Linked DNA regions of Mus musculus: all the other regions are linked to region 3. A link is a contact called in public Hi-C and HiChIP or PLAC-seq data. All regions are on one chromosome and are shown on one strand. Each heading gives the region's core, a stretch centred on a gene start, on an enhancer-like site or on the middle of the called end of the contact. The rest is flanking DNA. Distances are from core to core; before and after follow the strand shown. Region 1 has its middle 73 kb from the start of Mir1843b. Region 2 overlaps Tnr (tenascin R). Region 3 holds the start of Tnr (tenascin R).

Evidence for each region. A called contact is a pair of places that touch in the nucleus more often than the background predicts. HiChIP or PLAC-seq counts read pairs in DNA pulled down with a chosen protein or histone mark.
Region 1: a contact with region 3 is called in an H3K27ac HiChIP or PLAC-seq map of stem cell-derived neural progenitor cells, with 2.6 times the contacts expected there. The contact joins the enhancer-like site here to the promoter of Tnr in region 3. A contact is called at or near these places in 1 of 39 promoter capture datasets (hippocampal neurons), 10 of 484 Hi-C or Micro-C datasets (the AML12 cell line, cerebellum, cerebral cortex and 3 more) and 4 of 115 datasets of contacts at active chromatin or transcription factors (embryonic stem cells, forebrain, oligodendrocyte precursor cells and 1 more).
Region 2: a contact with region 3 is called in a Hi-C map of the N1E-115 cell line, with 5 times the contacts expected there. The contact joins the enhancer-like site here to the promoter of Tnr in region 3. A contact is called at or near these places in 7 of 39 promoter capture datasets (the 3T3-L1 cell line, 3T3-L1-derived adipocytes, hippocampal neurons and 3 more), 10 of 484 Hi-C or Micro-C datasets (3T3-L1-derived adipocytes, the AML12 cell line, the N1E-115 cell line and 5 more) and 1 of 115 datasets of contacts at active chromatin or transcription factors (astrocytes).

The regions. Positions count from the first base shown.
Region 1 is chr1:159,412,224-159,415,400 of GRCm38.p6, reverse strand. No RefSeq gene overlaps it. Among named protein-coding and RNA genes, the nearest start is that of Mir1843b, 73 kb to the right of the region's middle. Within about 2 kb of position 1,755, at least 41 of the 459 cell types and tissues checked have an H3K27ac peak or open chromatin away from gene starts, as enhancers often do. A contact at or near this core is called in cerebral cortex, cortical neurons, forebrain and 3 more, where this site is marked.
Region 2 is chr1:159,601,639-159,604,618 of GRCm38.p6, reverse strand. All of the region lies in intron 1 of Tnr (tenascin R), which reads right to left. Among named protein-coding and RNA genes, the nearest start is that of Tnr, 79 kb to the right of the region's middle. Within about 2 kb of position 1,683, at least 1 of the 459 cell types and tissues checked has an H3K27ac peak or open chromatin away from gene starts, as enhancers often do. A contact at or near this core is called in the N1E-115 cell line, where this site is marked.
Region 3 is chr1:159,522,334-159,525,564 of GRCm38.p6, reverse strand. It overlaps Tnr (tenascin R), which reads right to left and starts at 1,796. Exons shown (of 23, transcript NM_022312.3): 1 at 1,350-1,796.

The DNA of each region.
Region 1 (3,177 bases), core at 506-3,005, 110 kb after region 3:
CTGTCACTGCAGGGTTTACACAGATGGTGGAGTGTAGACATGTGGTAGAGTGTAGACAAGAGTTAGGAAGAATCCCTATGGGAGACCGAGGAAGATGCTTTGCCTTGGGGCGAGGGTAGGGAGTGAACTGTCTTGGGAAGCCTTCCTGGCCTTTGCCTACTTGGCAATGGAGTGTGTGTGTGTATGTGTGCGTGTGTATGTGTGTGTGTGTGTGTGTGTGTGTGTGTGTGTGTGTGTCTCACCCTTAGCATGAGACCTGAGGATGAGTTCTGAAAAATTGTTGTCCTAGGATGCCCCATGTCACTAGAGGATGGACAAGGGTAATTTGGAAGCCAGAATACATGTCACCAAAATATTGACAAGGCCAAAGCCAAGCTCTTTGCTTTTTTAAGATTTTATTCATTCATTCATTTTTAAATTTTTATGTGGATGAATGTTTGCTTTTATGTATACATGTGTATCATATATGTGCCTGCTGCCTGTTGACATGCTAAGAGGGCACCGAATCCCCTAGAACTGGGGTTATAGATGGTTATCAGTCACCGTGTGGATGCTGACAGCCTAAGAACTGAACCTATGTCCTGTGAAAGAGTAGCTAGTGTACTCAACTGCTGCGACATCTCTTCAGCCCCAACAGGACCAGTGCAAATTATAGAAAACCTTCCCATCCAAGCTTGGGGCACGGACTCTTATCTAAGCTTTTCAAGAGGCTGAGGCAGGAGGATCACAAGCCCAAGGCCTACCTGGGTAACTTAGTGGGCTACATTTTTAAAATAAAAAGGAAACTAACAAGAGTTAGGGATATGGCTCTGTGGTGTAACATTTATCCAGCACCTTAAAAGTTCTAATAGGAACAAAGAAGAGAGAAAGGGAAAAAAAAAAGTTTCACCCTCCAAGCAGGTACAGTTAAGGGAAGTCAGGCAGCAGGGAGTCCAGCCTTCCATGACTTTGAGAGCAGACAGCATCTATATCTTGGAGTAGTAGTGATACTTGAGTAAGGGAGTGTCATTTGAAGAGAATTGTCCTTTGATTTTATGATATGAGTGTGAACCTTCACTAGTCAACACTGAGTTGTACCTCCTTATTCTGCCTATGACTTGGAGATCTGGGTGTTTAAAGACCCCTTGAGACCTTTGGTAATTAGAGGCAATCTTCAGTCTGGTTGCCCTGCAAAAATGAAACCCAACTGCTGCTCTTGAAGAGATGCCAGAGCAGGTGAGAGAATGGCTGTGGCCTCCCCTCACAGACCTCAAGTACAACTAACTCCTCAGCCCAGGCTCCAGCAGTGCCCCTCCCCATGCCCAGGGCCCAGGCCCACTGTGGAAATATGATGTGCACAGGAGCAGAGAGGAGGAAAGGGGGAGATGGTTAAGACAGCAAATAAAGACAAATGGAGAGGAACAAACCCTGAGAATGCCTGGCTTCAGTTCCCTCCCCTCCCCACTTCCCCTAGAATATCAAATTATGACCTAAAATCGCTGGATACATATTTTATTATGTGTATAATTTAAAGGATTAGAGTGAGACAAAGAATTCATAAGCTGTAGTCACATTAGAAGATAAATTGTTTCCATTAATCTCGGAAGAAGGGAGGGAAGGAGAAAAATGCACAAGAGCCATAGAAAGGCCAGCAAGGAGACCCCGCTTGGGAAGGGGCACCTGGACAAGGATGCTTTCTTCTCTCCCTGCCTCAAGCAGTGCCCCACCCCTACACCAGCCTGCTTGCTCCAGAAGGCTGATCTGCAATGCAGATTCATCTCAGCTGCTTTTTGCTTCTGTTGCCAACCAAAGATGGTTTAAATAACATGTATTGTTCTGTGTGATTCCTTATGCAAATGTTTCTGGCCCGGTTGTTATTCCTGAATAATTTCCAAAGCCGGCTGTCTGGGCGGAAGAAATGGCTCACTCTCCCAGCTGTGTCAGGAGTCACCTGCCAGAGTCAAAGAACAAGAGAAGAGAGTTTTAATGGCCCCAGGCCCATGGTGGAAGACCCAGATGGCAAGCCCCACCCCTCTAACTGACGAGGTTCTAGGCTGGAGAATGCCATGTTGGGAACGAAATACAAGCAGCTAACCCAACAATGGAATTTTTACAGTAGACAGAAAGGATGCCCCAAACTGGAAGTACCACTATGCCTGCTTCACCATGGACAGCATGGGGCCATCTATCAAGGTAGATGGTGGGACTAAGCTTTGCCCTACTGTGCATGAGTGGACAAAGGACTCAAACCTCAGACTGGATGGCTGGGCTATGTAGGCATTCACTAGCTCCTGTTCCTCAGTAGAAGTTTCCTTGTTACTTCCACTCTCTCCAAGGTTTCATACGTCCTAAGATTTTCTCAAATTTGCTTGGTAGGTAGCCAAGGCTAGCCCTGAGTTCCTGATCTTCCTGCCTATACCACGTGAGTGCTGGGGTGACAGTCATGGATTGCCATTCGGGTTTATGTGGTGCTGGAGATTAGACCAAGAGCTTTGTGCATGGTGCTAAATAATGGAGAGCCGAGATGTAGAAGCTGCAACAGACCTGGGTCTGGATGTGCCTTCTGTAAGTTGCAGGGAAGCTCTTAACTCTGGGCCTCGTTGTCATCACCTGAGAAGTGAGACAAAGCAGGCACAAGATTATGTCAGGTAATATAAACAGCACTTACAACACAGAACCTAAAGAGTGAGCCCTACTCCAAAAATGTAGGTGTGTTTAATATGTATTCTAACATTCTTATTTTTAGGTTTATTTACTTACTTTATTTCTAAGTTTATTTACTTATTTATGTTGCATAATAGTCTATGTGTCTACGTGTATGATCTCAGCACTCAGGAAGTAGAGGCGGGAAGATCGGGAATTCAAGGCTTGTTTGGCTACCCAAGTGAGTTTGAGACAGTCTTGGGATACATGAGACCTGAGATAGGTGAGCTAGGGATATATGAATTCATAGTAGCATGGTCTGCTTCAGAGTTCTGAGGAAATTCTAGAAGAAATTCCGTGAGCTAGTTAGTAGAAGTGAGAAGGCTGTAAATACTGAGGAAGCTTATGTTTCTGGTGCCCCAGCCTGCACTCTATGGGACTGGCCTTGAGAGGAAAGCCTGCTTCATACCCTCAGTCTAAGCCCATTCCAGCAAGGAGCAGGAGCCAGCCTGCCTGTATGGCCTAGACATCTGTCTGCTCAAGCTTGACTCTGAA
Region 2 (2,980 bases), core at 434-2,933, 79 kb before region 3:
ATTTTCTGTGGCAGTGTCTCCAGCAATTTGTTTATCCCACTGTCACCAGCATTCTTCACAGAGCCCCTGCTCTCCACCAGCTTCACAGAGTCCCAAGAATCTCAACCAATATCAAGAGTAGAGGTTTCAGAGCCATTGTGGAAGGAACCACCTGCACAGAGGTGCTAAATTTGCAATCATGAAAAGTAAATCTGGACCACACTGGCCTCAACTGACTTGAGGAGTAAGAGATAGCGAGCCGTTTCACTGGCCCTAGCTGAATCCCTGATCCTTGGGCTTTGAGGAATGGCAAAGTAAAAGGTTGCTTTCAGTGGCTTTATAGTGGTGTGATAAATAGTGAGACAGGAAGTCAAAGCTGGGGTGGGGCACCCAAGTGACACTTTATTCCAAGGACATTCGAGGACGACTCTACTGAGGGAGGTTTCTAGAATTCCTCCTCACCTGGTCTTGCACTGCGCCTCCAACTCCACCCAAGGACAGCCCTATAACCTTTAACAGCACAGTGGAAGTAAAGTAAATGCTTTCCCTTAGCAAAGGATTGGGATACAAGTCCCCAATCAATGAGGGAAACTTTAAAGAGATTAAGACTGCATCCATGATCTTGCATACATGTCTCTCTCCCTTCAAGAACCTTCTCTCCTGACTTTGATCTTTCTCTTCTCTTCTATATTTACTGTATCTATCCTTCCTCTCTCTCCTATTTTCCTCACTCCCTGACTTATTCCAATCATTTTTTCGGACTTTGGATTCCATTCTCACTTCTTTGTACCTCTTCCTACCATCTGGTTCTAGGCATCTCAGCTGAGCATCCTCTCAGAGCAGGTGCAATGTCCTCTATTGCCATTCTCTGGCCAGGAGAGGATGATAAATTCAATGTTCATAAACTTAGGAGCATGCAAAGTTAATCTATCCGCAATCTGCAAGGGGAAATTACAATTTTCATTCCCAGACCCAATACCACTTAACCCGAAGGTGAGTGTTTAGAGGAATATGCCTGTTCCTATGTTTTAAGGAACAAATCAGTGTTAGAGCATAGAGATTACAATCAGAAACCACAGATGAGCAAGGAGAGGATGCATATTCGGGTCTTGAATATTTAGGATAGTGTCAGATATCCAGGTTTGGGCAAGACTAACCAAGGCAATAAATCATGATAGGTACCACATAGCTTACCACATAGCTCTGTCAGAGTGTGTCTTATTTCCTATGTATCTTATTTCTTTCTGTGATGTGATGATCTCTTTTGATTGCCACCTGCTTTGACATAGCCTTCTTACCCCCAGACACTACAATGACTCATCTCTTTCATTAAGCCTGGCGGATGCCCATTGCTCTGAGTATCTCCAGACCATGATATAGATCCTGATAATTTACTGCCCTGTCTTCTAGACTTGTCTTCTTATCTTCCAGAAAGGAATCAGACAGGCTAAGTCCTTCTTTTGTACCTGTTCAGAGTCAGACTTGGTATGAGCATCTGACAGATGGCTAACAGTGTGTGATGGATGGATGGATTTGAATCTCATGAAAACTGGTATGTAAGGCAGGAGTGGGTGTGTTCTTTCTGTCACAATGATGTCAAACTTAGTAGTGTTGCAAGGAATCATTGGCCTGTCCTCTGGACCCAGGAAGTATATATTTCACCTGTGCTTCAGGATGCTCTGCCATCTGAGTATGGAGAAGAGAGTGGGTTCTTGTGGGTGTCTTGTGAGCAGAGGCTGGACCTTCTTTGATGGAGGACAAAGACATGGCTACTCCTGCCCTGGGGAAGAAGTTTGGCTGGCCTGAGAGGTCACTTCTAAGCTTCAGTAGCTATCTGATGAACAGTTAACTTCTTTGACTTGTTTTTCTTCTTGGCAGCCAGCCTTCCCAGGTTTGAAGGTCCCATGACTTAGATGTCTGTCTATGTGTCCTGAGTTAGGCACACAGGTCCCAAGGATGGCTTTGTTTCCAATAGCAGTAACAAAATATTTGCCAAAAGCAACATGAAAACACAAGAGTGAACAGCAGTTCAACTTGAGGGTAATGACCTCTTTGGCGATCCAATGACTTTATTCTAAGAATTGTGTAAGACCATCCATCAGAAAACACAGCTATTTACATTATGATTCATAAGAGTAGCAAAATTACAGTTATGAAATATTAAAGACAATAACTTTGTGGTTGGGGGTCACCACAACAGGAGGAACTATATTAAAGGGTTGTAGCATTACAAAGGTTGAGAACCACTGAATTAGGCTCAGTTTGAGGGTGCAGTCCATCAGGCAAGGAAATGCACAATATTGGGCATCTGAGGTTTCTGGTCACAAAGACAGAAATAAGTGCTGTTGTTCTATTTGCTTTTTTCTTCGTTCTCAGCCCAAGACCAGAATGAGCAGGATGGTTAGACTCAAGGTGGGTCTTCCCTTTTGTGTAAAAATATTCCAGAAACTTCCTCATAAACACACTTTTAAAGTATGGCCAAGGGATTAGCAGCATTGGCACCGGTAGACTTTGTTAGAAATGTAGAAGCTCAAGCTGTGAATGGTGGCTCCTGTATGTAAGCCAAGCTTTCAAGAGGCTGAGGTCAGAGCACTGATCATGTGTTCAAGGTCAGACTAAGCAGGGAGACTCAGGCTCCACCCAGGGCTATATAATGAGATTCTGTCTCAAGGAAACAGAAGAAAATGAAGGATGATGGGAAAGGAGGAAGAGGAATAGGAAGAAAGGGAAGAAAAAGAAAAGAAGGAAGAGAAATGGGACAAACAGGAGAAGGAAGGGTAGGAGGAGGTGGAGACTCTTCATCCTAACTCTAGACCTATTGGATCTGAATTTGCATGCATAATGGGATCTCCCAGTGGTATCTAGTCCCTTTCTTCCCATCTGAGAAGCTCTGGGATAATCAATGGATTTCAACCAGCTTTAATAGGAGCAGATTCTGAATACTCCCCTGTAGGGATGTGGGTTGGGTGCATCCTACATACCATGTACCAAAGAAATCTGT
Region 3 (3,231 bases), core at 547-3,046:
CCCTCCCCCACCCCATGAGGAAAAGAGTGAGCAGAACCTCAAAGGGTTAGAGGCCAACCAAGTTTAGGCTTTATCTTGCAAGGAGCTGCACATCCCTCTTGGGATACTGGCTCCCAGGAAACTTTGGTAACTGAAGGAAGCCCCCAAGGCCACTTGTTGAGGAGCTTCATGTAGTAGGATTGAATAGAACTCAGGGACATGAGGGCAGGCAGATAGAGTCTCTAAGGAAAAAAGCAAGATAGGTAGAAGTAACTTATTGAAAGTATTGAGAGAGAGGAAGATGGGGGAGGGAGGAGAGGGAGGAGAATAGACAGGAAGACAGAGAGGCAGAGAGAGACACAGAGAAAGGGAGAGAGAGACCATGAAAAAGCAGTAGAATGTAGTAATGCCAGTCTACCATCTGTGAGGCCCTGGAGGCCCTGGGTGGGAGCTGGAGAAGACACTTTCAGGCTTGGGCCAGTCTAGGTTTTCCCCTGACTCCATAGACAAGTGAAGACAAACCCTTTCCTCTGGGCTGCTTGTCACTGACAAATGCCCCCAGGAAACAGGGGAGAGTGGACTTTTTTCCTCTCTCCAACCAAGGGTAAGAGAGAAGTGGATGGTCTTCCCTGCCTGCTTACAAATATAGTATAATTCGAGTCAGTCAGCCCCTGCCAGGCTGAGTATTTTCCTTGAAGTGTGAAATTAGAGACCTCAGCCCCAAATTTACCCCCAGCCTGGGGCTAACCTGTTGCATCTGCCCACCAGGAACTGACACCAGGAAAGGAAGCAAAAGGTCAGGTTAGGCTGTCACTACATCAAGAATCCAGGTAATCCTGGGGGGTGGGGGTGGGGGGAATGACATTTTAAAATATTGCTTCTCCAAGCTCCCTCCTGGAAGCACAACTTTTAACTCTACCTCCACTCCTGTCCCCCAGGCTTTTCCTGTAACACTTTCCCACCACCTATGGCTGGGTATGAAAGAGTTAATTTAGGAAAACCCAGGACTCTTTTCCCCAAACCCTCCCTCCCAGCTACATATAAAAAGGACAGCCTCACACGGGAGACTAGCACAATTACAAGCCTGCTAGCTCCGACCTCACCTGTCTTATGCAACAGTGCACACACATACATTTGCTCAGGCTCACTCCCAAGGCCAAGGTCCATATCCCCCTCTAATTCGGTAGACACACAGTTTTGCGCCTTTCTCCTTTCTTTTCTCCCTACGCAGAACCCCGCTTTATCGGCAGCCGAAAGAGATGTAACCTTACAGCCAAATGGCTTGAAGAACAAACATGCATCTAATCGCTCTCCGTGGTGCTGAAATCTCGCTAGCAAGGAAACAGAGGAGCGCAGTACTCCGGACTTACCCAGGTTGGGGGGTGGGTAGCCGGAGAGCAGAGAGCTAGAGCAGCTTCCAAAGCAGAGAATTCTTGTACGTTCGGGCTGGAGCCAGCTGATGCGCTCACCTAGAGCGCCCACCTCTCTCCCTCTCTTGCCTTCCTCTTTTTTTCTGAGAGGCAGAGAGAAGGCTTCACGAAAGAAACGAAACAGCAGCTGGTAGGTCTACCAGTAGAAGGAGAGAAGAAGCAACCAAAATAAGACCAAAAAGTCAGATGGCTTTACTCCACTCGTGGTAATTTCTTGGGTCAGGGAGGACCTCTTCTTTCCCTGTCTCTGAGGCTGCCCCAGCTCTGTCTCTGCGTGTTGAGCCAACAGCCTTAGCACAGTCGGTTCCTGCCTCTGACGTGAACGAGATGAGGAAGCCTGGGACCGCTCTGCTGTCTCTCACAAGCTCTCTCTTTTCCCCTCTTACTGAAATTTCAGCAGCATATTTTTAAGCTGTTTTTTTCCCAGCCTTCTACAAGTAGCCCCCTAGTGGACAGAAAAGCAACGCGTCTTTGGTCCTCTTGAACAGTCTGAGTTCAGGCTCCCTGCACCCACAAACTCTTGGAGACTGCTTTTCTAAAGAGTCAAACAGTCCCAGTCCTGATGGAGTCAAAGACTTCCCTCTGGTGAGCCTGTAGGAAGACAAAGGGCCTTTTGCTGATCCTTTTCCTGTAGTTGCAGTAGGAAAACCTGATATGGTATTGGGGAGGGGTATGCCTTTAGGATAAATGTTTGGCAGAAAAGGGGCAAAGGAGGTCTCTGCTCAGACTTGGAAAGGCAAGCTTACACTCATTAACTGCCCAGTAACTCAGCCACCTGGAAAGTGCTTTGGAACTTATGTCTACAAAGTCAGTCTTAGTTTTCGGCTGCCACTCGTGCACTATACATTTTGCTTCTCTGTGGCTCAATTCCACTGTTTGTAAAATGTGGATAGTGCTGCCCCCTCCCTACTGAATAGGAATGCTGAAGGAACAGAGTAACATACAGCTGACAGGAAATTTAACTCCAGTCTCATCCAAAAGCTTTGCTTACATCTGATTCACCCTTGACATATAATAATAGCTAACTTTATACAGCATTTGTACCAAGTGCTAAGCATTGCTACTAATCCTTACAGGTAACATCTCATTTAACGCATACATTAATCCTACAGTGCAAATGCTCCAATTGCATCTTTTAGACTGAAGGACTGAGGCAGAAAGGGATAAAATTTCTTGTCCAAGATAACAAAGCTAGTGCTATGTCACTTTAGAAGTCACAACATTTAAAGTAAACATGAGATAATACCTACAAGTGATCATTGTTGGTATTCTAAATAAAGTGCCTAGGTTGTTCCAATGAATTTGCATGTGGCTGAGTTTTTAATAAAATATTTAGAACTATATGTGCCAAATGAACTGTGGGGATTGCTATTACTTTTGAAAATCTGCTAAGAAAATACATTCTCTTAGTGATTTGGGCAGTTTCACAGATACAAAAACCAGTTGTGAATCTCATGAAATTGGAAAGTACTGGGTATTAGTAACAATTCACAGGACACATTATTTAATTTCTACACCTAAAGCAGATCACTGCCTGGAGCCTAATACAGTACTAGGATGGAGCCAGCAATTTGGTGAGCTGAACTCCTGCAATGCCAGCTAATGAGAATCAAGTAAGATGTGGGCATTTTCTTCAGAACTTCAGTCATGAATTCCTTACCTAATATAACTTGCTTTAAGAAATCTTTGGATTAAAAGGAATGAGGAAGAGCAAAGATGGGATTTGATGTTTTGCAAATCACAGTTCCCATTTTTATGGAATTTGCAGTTTCTCAAAGTGGAAAGAAAGGGCAGAGACCAGACAGTTCAGAGGCTGATGCCA